Regions from separate parts of the Danio rerio genome. Here region 2 is linked to region 1. A link is a contact called in public Micro-C data. All regions are on one chromosome and are shown on one strand. The core of a region is the stretch at or near the end of the contact, and the rest is flanking DNA. Distances in the headings are between cores, read along the strand shown.

Region 1 (4,649 bases), core at 1,599-4,098:
AGCTTTTATTAACAGAATTTTCATATCTTTGTAAACTAAACATGCCATTAAAATGTTTAACAAAAATAAAGTATACTCTCTCACAGTGAATTCTTTTTTTTTTTTAATAATGACACTTTTACTAATCAAGCTGTCACATGTGGTTGTCCAATAGCAAACCACAATGGTCCAATCAATTTCCATACCTTTTTTCTTGTCCGAGAAGCAGTTTCACACAGATAAGCATATAACTTCTGTTTCATGTCAAGAATACCTTAATCGTGGGTTTCTTTTCCTGAGGCGCCCCCAGCATTCCTCCAGTCAGAGATTTCTTCAGTTTCTCCTTCACTTCTGTGAGTCTCAGCTCCAGGTCGACTCGCTCAGCTTCTTTCTGACGACAGCTTTCCTCCAGCTGGGCCAGACGCTGCTCCATGGCTTTCTTTTTTAGATCTGTTGAATACACAAACATGAATACACACCTAACATTAAAAATGTCTCTGTTATTGGCAGCCAATGAAAAGCACATTTTGCTAACATAGGTTGGTTTGAGCAAGATGTCAATATGGAAATACAGACGTGACTCATTTCAGACAGTTCAGAATAAATTGCTTCTTTTTAGGATATATGAAATGCTTGACATGCAAGTTACAATCATGATCGTTTTTAAACGTTTTAAATATTTATCAGCTTCACTGTAGAGAAATTTCTGAAAGTTGAATCTGTTAATCTGTGAGGAATCACATTCAAGCAACAAAGTAGGTTCTTCCTCTCAAGTCTAACCAGCAGGCACACAACCTCGTAAGACATTAATATTAGGTTAGATTTAGGTCATGACTTCAGGTGACCAAAATTCAATGTCTAGCCAGACAAGCTAAGCTAAATTTGTATATCCCATCCTCATATTGATTCATTTCTACCCCTTGCTTCAGGATCTCGGTATTGGGTACCTTTGGCAAGCAGCAGATTTACATGTGAATTTTAATTTGAAGAGGTGGTTGCTGTTTTTAGTACTATTAAATGTTGTCACGAAACACCAAAACACATTTTTTGAGCTATTGACAGTCGTATATGTGTCCCACACTGCTAAAAACACTATTAGGACACCTATATTTCACTAAAAGGTGTAAATTGGTTGTTTTTGCGTTATTTCAAGCAAATTCGTACTTCCTGTTTGAAACGAATTTTTGAAGCTGCGTCACGGTCATGACATAATAGCGTTGTATTCCAGCGTGCAGACTGGGCGTCTGTGCCAGAGTGTGCCTTATTACGTCTTACAGTGTGATGCATTAATGCATGAGTAAGCCTTGGTTCAAACCAATCAGCGCGCTCTATTGTGCAACTTCATTAATATTCATTAGTGTCACCGTCTTTACACCACAGAGACGCCACGTTGTGTTGGCAAAACAAGCGTGAAGTGTTGCTTTTAAATTTTGCTGCAGTTAAGTTTCGTTTTCATTTTCTCTCTGTGAGAGCTCAGACTCACGTGTGGATTAACAGTGTACGCGACGCGCGACAACAATAACTTACGTGTCTAAGGGGGATTATTGTTTACCTGAGAGCTGTTCTCATCTGCAAACGCTGAGATCCGGATTCCGGATGTAGTCTTCTCTTCAGACGCGGCTCTAGTTGCTGGTGATTGTTCTGTCTCTACAGATTTGGTAAGTGAGCGACCAGCGCTCTTTGTTTATTCAGTTTGTTCGTATCGAATTAAGTTAACTATTGCACTGAGGGCAAACATGTTAGCACCGCATTTTGTGACCGGAATAACACACGCGGCTTTCTGACGTTACCTGCCGTGTGCGTCTAAGTTTCCGGGAAATGCGGAGTTTTTTTTCTGTCATTCGCCGTGCGGTATCAAACATTGCATGAAAAATACACGCTTAGAGCAGATCCTCGAATCAAATATCGTGTTTGTCGCGAGGGACATGAATGAATTCCCTGAATGAAAGAGCCAAACTGCAGTTAAAGTCCACCAGTTAATAATTTGGCAAATAATTCCACTACAGATGTCCATGTAGGTTAAACATCATCTCTTTCTCCTGTGTGTGTATTTTGACTGAAACTCGCGCGTGCCCAAATAGACACTCCCACACCCTCCCACTTTAGTTCCTCCGACACTCCCCCCTAAACAGAGCTGGACACCCCCACTTTTCTGACTTTTTCCAAAGTGGAGGTGTGAAAACACCCTGCTGAAACGAGGGGGTTTCATGGCCCTTTAAGTGTGTGATATGTTACATATGTTGACAATCTATTACGCTGCAGAACTAATCGCGCCAAGAGGGAACAATAAAGCTTACAATATAGTAAAAGTATATATAAAAAAGAAAAGTGTCTTTAGAAAAAAAATTTTCTTGACATGTGAGTTGGTTCACATGATTCACTCCTCAGAAATGTAAGAGCAAGCATCGATGCTCCCTGAATTTCAGTGCATTGTGAAGGTTTTAAGTGCACTGAAAGTATTTTAGTATTACGACAGCCCCTAACACGGCCTACTCCCTGATAACTGCCCTTACTACTGAACAAGAGAGCTGACTGTGACAGCCTCTGAGTATTTTTTACACCCTGAAGAAAGATAGATATCTGTAACAAACGTAAATGAACTGCTTTCATGACTGAAAAGGTGATATTTGACAGCAGATGGCGCCATTCTCCATGTTTTTGACTGACACAAACATGTCGATTCTCTTTCATTCTTTGAGTCGTTCACCTGTTGCATTTTTGATCCCTTTTCTCACTTCACTCCGTTCGGAGCGCAGTGACACCAGGCTCTCCTTGATTTCTTCTTTCTCTTTCTCCAGCTGCTCTTTCTCATTTAGAAACCGTCGTGCGTCTTCTTCCGCCCTCGTTTTTCCATATTTACCATAGTGATTCACAGCTAAAATAGGACAAAGTCAGTCAAAATTTACATTTCATAAGTATTAAAGTTAAAGAACACTATAGCCTATATGATACTCGAAATGCAAACGTACAGGAGCCGTGTCGCTTCACTGTGATCTGAGTGTCACCCTTGGCTGTATCCACACTGGACATGGAGGAATAACGCTTCAGTTTTGACTCATTCTCCTCCGCCTGCTGGAAAATGAGACGTAATTATAGTTTGTGTAGAAACAAAACTTGGAAGAACCTTCTGTAAACATCTAAACTTCCTGCCTTTCAGTAAGTTAGGATGTACTTAAGCATTACACCGTGTGTTTATTTAAGGCTTTTTTTAGAAGAAGTTCCTTTTATAAAGAAACATATTTGCATTGTCTGAAGATTTGTTGCTGACTAGACATAACAAAAGGCTGTTGCAGAACATTATCACACAACACCGACAGAAGTGGTTGTTGCTGGATTTCACGGCAATGGAAAAGCGAACTAAAACTCTGTGGTGAAAAACTGAAACTTACTTTTTAATAACAAAACATCTCAGAAACCAAATCAAATCAGTTTTCATTATGCTTTTGAATGTAAGAATGTACACACCTGTAAACACTAAGATTTATTCAAATGTTTCTCCTGTTCTCATTTATACAATCAAAAATTCATTTAAAACTGCAATAATGTGCAATATTATTACATTAAAGATTTAATTCAATAATAAAAGATCGATTTAACATAAATGTCACATTATAGACATTTTCTTTTTATTTCAGGTGTGCTACATTGTGAGCTAAACTTCTTACCAGGATACTTTCATAGGGAACTTCATCGTACATCCGTGGGTCTGAAGTTGCCCATCTATAGCATAAAAAAAACTTTGCATGAAAAATATTATTCAAAAACACACATTTCTGTCCACATTCCAAAAGAAACACGCTCAATGAAGCACTCTCTCTGAGACGTTTAACCCAGATGACTTAAACTACACAAAAAATATATTTTTTTAAATGAATGGGGAGATGATCACTGTGAACCCCCTGAATCATTCAGATTTACTTAATTTACCTGATAAAGTCTTGTCACCTATTCAAGTTTTAGGAACAACAAATAATAACTTGATCATTTGGTATCAGAAGTGGCTGATATGAAAGGCAAAGGCCTCTAGATTACGCTTATTTTTACCAAAATAAAATATGATCAAGCCTTGATTTTTAAGGACAGTAAGGTCTGACTTTGCTTAGACAAAAATCTTGCCACTTAACAGAAATAATGTGCAGTATAGAATTTAAAGCCATGGTGCAGTACAACTGGGATCGGCGACAAGACTTTTTTCAGGTAGTGTAGAAGGCAAAGCAGTTTAATATCACTAACAAAATACAGTACAAGCAATAATGCCACTCATCAAAGACAGCGACTACACTACTTAAGACAACACAATAAATCCTAATTATTTGTTTCAGCCGTCATGGACGTCTATGATCATGCCTTCAAACGGTGCATCCTACAAAGGATGCAGCCCCTAAACAGCTTGTATTCTCAGCTATACTCACAGAAAAGAGTTTCTTGCTGCATTCTGTATGCTACTGATGGTGTCCACATCCACATAGTCATAATGCAGCTCCTCGGGGACGGTGGCGCTTCCTGCTTCAGCCAACAAAACACCTAGCCAGCGACCCATCTCCACAGAACAGCTCGCCTGAGGTTAATTACAAAACCAGATGAGCAAAGTGTCTTGACAAACTTTTTTAACATCAATTAGCCTTCTGTTAGCAAGAATTAGCACGTTTCTAACATGAAGTACTACGATT
Region 2 (4,649 bases), core at 1,227-3,726, 120 kb after region 1:
TTGCCCTAGTTTTTATTACAATTCTGTTCCCAACTCAGGTAATATATACCATCCTAAACAGGATCTGTTCCTTTATGCAGGTGCCTCTGTTGCCTTGGCTTCCTCTGTTCAGCATCTTCGTCAACATTTATCTGATGATGCAGCTGGACGTGGCCACCTGGTGCCGCTTCACCGTGTGGATGGCCATCGGTGAGCACATCTGTTTCTCTCAGAGCGTTAGTTTGCTTCCAGAATCAACATTTCCTGATCATTTCCTCACCCTTTTATTATATAAAATGCTCATTTCTTACTTTCAACAGAAAAAAAAACTACTTTTACTTTCAAAAAAGAAGTTTTCAATGAGATTTTAAGTTTTGTAATGGCCCGTTTTACCAGAGTGGTACGGTATAAAATGGTTCGGTTTGGTACGCTTTTATGACCGTTTCCACCGTCAATTCAATTCATCTTTATTTCTATAGCGCTTTTACAATGTAGATTGTGTCAAAGCAGCTTCGCATAGAATATTATAGTAAATAGAGACAGTGTCAGTTCAGTTTTTCAGAGTTTAAGTTCAGTTTAGCTTGGTTCAGTGCATCAAAAGGTGCCTAAAAGCAAAGAGTACCGTACCACTTTTTGGGATCCTTTAAAAGGGTACCTAGCATAACAAAAGGTGAAGCTAGACGCACAGCTGAACGCTAATGGCTTACAGTGAAGCGCCACTCATTTTGTTTTACCCCAGCATTTTCAATGGAGTTTCTGCGCCTGCCAGTTGATCTTGATGGTGCTAGCAGTTACACAGTCTTTAATCTCATTTTACACTTGAACAACTAAATGAATGCTTAAGGGTGCTTTCGCACCTGTGAATCGATTCAGTTGTTTCGAAACAGAGATTACAAATGTTACATTGTAGCACTTTGGTCTTGGAGCGGTTCGCTTTCACACTGCAAAGTTTCTAATCGGACCAAAAGAGCTAAAACAAGTCAGGTGTGAGTTAACTCTCCTCACATTGGTCAGAGTGTCAGGGTTTATTTTGGAGCGTCCCACTCAGCTGTCAGGAGAGGTGGTGGTTTGGTGATTGACAAGGTGCGCGAGCGTGCGACATGTCTGAGGAGAGATGCGGTGGGGAGGGGTGAGAAGGGTGCGCGATGATGCATATTTGAGGACCGGGAGGGAGACGCAAGATTACCATCACTTGTTTGCGGGCATCCGGAGACTCGCGAAACTTCCCGCCCTAATCATAATTCTCTTCATATAGCCGTATGCCTATTACATATCCATAAAACACTGTGATATAACCATGCTCGGATCGCTTTCTCACTGCAATCGAACCGATCCAGGGTTTGTTTCAATCGAGCCGAGACCACCTCACTCAGGCGGTCTCGGAGCGATTACTTTGGCGCGGAACAGAGCACGATTGCCCTGTTCACATATGCCAGCGAACCGCGCTAACTGGGCAATCGAGACACGTTCTAAAACAAAAGTGTAGGTGTGAAAGCACCCTAAGTCTATTTAACTGACTGTATTGTGATTACATTACAACATCAATGCTGTAAAAACAACCTTGTAAAATTGAAAATAGTCACATTTAAGCTTTCACCGGGAGTTTATAATTGGCTGAAAACACTAGCTGTGCATATACCCCATTATGAGTGTGCTCTACACTGGTGAGTGGGCGTGACAAACCAGCTTTAGGACACACTTTTCCGCTCAGTATGCTACCTAACTTAGACTTGTCATGGCATTAATATACTGCTACACTCTGGAGTACTTTTATACTTGTAAGCCGCTTCGGATAAAATTGTAAATCTAAATAAATGTAAAAATAAATGTAATCTTCAGCCGAATGAAGAGTAATCAGGAGATATTCATACTGGAAGTGAACCAATTTCTCGACTGCAAAAGCCTCCTGTTTGTTTGTTTGTTTGTTTGTTTCCTTAATTTCAACCCTCCCATTCCTGTTCTCTATTTCCAGGTTTTGCCATCTACTTCGGCTACGGCATTTGGCACAGCACTGAAGCCATGAATAGCTCGGTCCGAAAATACGAGCCGGCCCTTCAGAACAAAAGCCCCATCTATTTAGGCGGTGAGGAGAGTGAAATTGAGGGCATTTCTCCTTGATGAAGAAAAAGGAATGAAAGAAAACCCCGACAGGCATGTTTCCGTTCAAGTCTACAGATTTAATTTTATTGTAGAGACTGCCCCGAACCTCTTAATTCAGGTTGCTTTTAGCAGAAGCGTTAAGTGTTTCCCGTTAGAAGTGCAGCCTTGGCCCCTCAGTGCTGTAGATGTTGGTTTAATGTCCGTTCGGCTGCTGCTGTAATTCATAAGTACTGTAACAGCCATATTGTCTGGCAGACAATGAGCTGACTGTGTACAGGGTATTATGTTTTCATCATCGAGGTCCAAGCACATTTTTTTATTCGTGCGCGAAAAGCCTCCCGAGTCCAAACTGTTTATTGTCAACCTTGTGGTTTTTCAAGGTTGTGAAGTACAACAGAGGCCCCTAGTGTTCAGAATGTGAAAACGGCAATGCCTTCAGGCAGTATTTGAGGTCATTGGTTACAGTTAGGCGGAGGAATTGAAGAATTAAAACTGACAAAGCTTTTTTAAATATTTTAGCATGGCTGAGGTCCCATGTGTATGAGAGTCGTCCAAAGAGTGCGTGGAAAATAACATAATCGTTTCCATTTTCCTAAATATGACAGCTGTGTGCTGTATGTTGGGATCAGCCATTAAAATGATGTATTTTTAAGCGTGTATGAGAGTTTTTGAATGGCTCATAAGAGGTCAAGCCAGAAAATGTTCCATTTTACAGAAAAAACTAAAATATTTTTTTGGGAAAAACCTGTTTTATATGAATATTTATAGTTTACCCATTCACACAAGTTCCTTAGACTTGATTATACTTCAGAAAACTGTATAACAGCTATCATATTTCCAGACGCTGCTTAAAAAAGTTGCTATGTAACTATAGTTTCTGCTGAAACTACTTGCATTACCGTTCAAAAGTGGTTGTGTTTTGACCAAATATGTTTTCTTCCAGAAAACATTCAATTGTGGAAGACGTTATATATATATTTTTTTCGCAAAAGTATTAAGCAACACAACTGATTTCAACACTGAAAACAAGATGAGCTGTAAATCAGCATACTCTGACTTCTGAAATATCAACACTGAAGTAACGGCTGCTGAAAAATTGGCTGAATTTGTTTACGCAGATGTGTATACTTCAGTTAAGTGTGCAATCACACCATGTCATAATTACAGAAGCCCAAATAGTGATGAAACTTACTAGAATATACTTATACACAGACCATCATTCATTCACATTACATCTAAGGTATACTTTGACTTTTGGAATTTCAAATATGCCCTAAATTATAATAATTCACTGTTTTTGTAAAGAAAGCAGACACATATTAACGGTTAACTGTTTAATTGCCGATAAAAACTACTGCTGACTTGAAAGATTCTGAAAAGCTATATGGTTAGAAGGACTTTGAACAGTATTAGCTGAGCAGAAACTGTAGTTACCGCTCTAGCTTTGTTAGCAAGGCTAGTCTGCAATAATAACCAACTCACAGGTCAAGGGTTAAACCTAAACTTGCCTAAGGAATGAAGATCTAATGAAACAGGCTTCGAATGGCCTTTCTTTCATATCTGAAGGTGTAGATACTTGAGAAATAAGTGTCTCTATTGCTTTTATTTGTATTATTATTGTTGTTGTTTTTCATTGAAACTTGTTCTTGGCAGCTTGGCTGTTGAGCTCATGTACCGTTCTCTACTTTTGTTCAATATTGTAATGTAGTGTATTACTATTGTCACTTATCTTGTTCACACATCATATCTTTTTGATTTGTTTATATAGTATGACTATTTAACCCTTTGAGGAGCTGAGTTTCAGCTCTGTTTCAGCCAGTTTTGGTGGGTTGTGTTGTTTATTTTTGTTAGTGTGTTCAGATAATCAGATAGAAATGAAGGCTTGTCTTTAAGACAAGATGGAGGTTTAAAATCACTTTTTAAACACTATTGTTTAATTTAAAACCACTGTTGTTTTGAAACCCATTGCTCTCTTTAATGAATTAACATGATTAGAAGCCTATTTTTGTATAGCTTTACTATCTGTTTCGCAATCAACTGAGTTGTTGTTTACATGTACCAGACATGTAAAGTTTAGCATGTAAACATGTCCAAACACTGTCTGATTCCAGGCATTACAAACTTTTGATTCAATATGGAGGCTTGTGTCTCCTGTAGATCAGTGCCTGATGTTTCAAATGTACCTCAAAGTTGGTTGGTAGGTATCAAAATAAATACCAAGTCCTGTTATATGCCTTTGAGATACACTTGTAGTGTTACATGTGTCTGTTTATCAGCATATGAATATATATATATTGTTTGTCCTTGGGTTTTTTAAAACTGTAAATAGTCATGCCATGTACAAAGAAAATGACCTGTATTATAAACATTTCTGTTTTTCTTTTTTAAAATAAAATGTTTCGCAAAACAACTGTGGATTTGTGCCGTGGATTTTCAGCAAAAATATATGCGAGGGAAATCATTTTTAGATACAAAATCTTTTGTGTCACACATTTTATTGATAGTTCATCTCATCTCTCACACAAGATGAATAAATACGCAGTTAATAGTCATTTCAGTCGGCTAAATGA

The links. Hi-C and Micro-C count contacts between places; a contact is called where the count stands out from the background.
Region 2: a contact with region 1 is called in a Micro-C map of caudal fin, with 7 times the contacts expected there. The contact joins two enhancer-like sites. A contact is called at or near these places in 3 of 18 Hi-C or Micro-C datasets (caudal fin, hematopoietic stem cells and an unstated tissue) and 1 of 4 datasets of contacts at active chromatin or transcription factors (embryo).

Annotation. Positions count from the first base shown.
Region 1 is chr21:33,069,918-33,074,566 of GRCz12tu, forward strand. afap1l1b (actin filament associated protein 1-like 1b) reads right to left here. Exons shown (of 19, transcript NM_001077287.2): 13 at 4,392-4,537; 14 at 3,645-3,699; 15 at 2,949-3,042; 16 at 2,687-2,854; 17 at 254-429. Among named protein-coding and RNA genes, the nearest start is that of grpel2, 8.9 kb to the left of the region's middle. Within about 2 kb of position 2,849, at least 8 of the 62 cell types and tissues checked have an H3K27ac peak or open chromatin away from gene starts, as enhancers often do. A contact at or near this core is called in caudal fin, where this site is marked.
Region 2 is chr21:33,191,010-33,195,658 of GRCz12tu, forward strand. slc7a3a (solute carrier family 7 member 3a) reads left to right here. Exons shown (of 12, transcript NM_001007329.2): 11 at 81-189; 12 at 1,952-4,489. The coding sequence ends at 2,097. Among named protein-coding and RNA genes, the nearest start is that of rab39ba, 9.8 kb to the right of the region's middle. Within about 2 kb of position 2,477, at least 13 of the 62 cell types and tissues checked have an H3K27ac peak or open chromatin away from gene starts, as enhancers often do. A contact at or near this core is called in caudal fin, where this site is marked.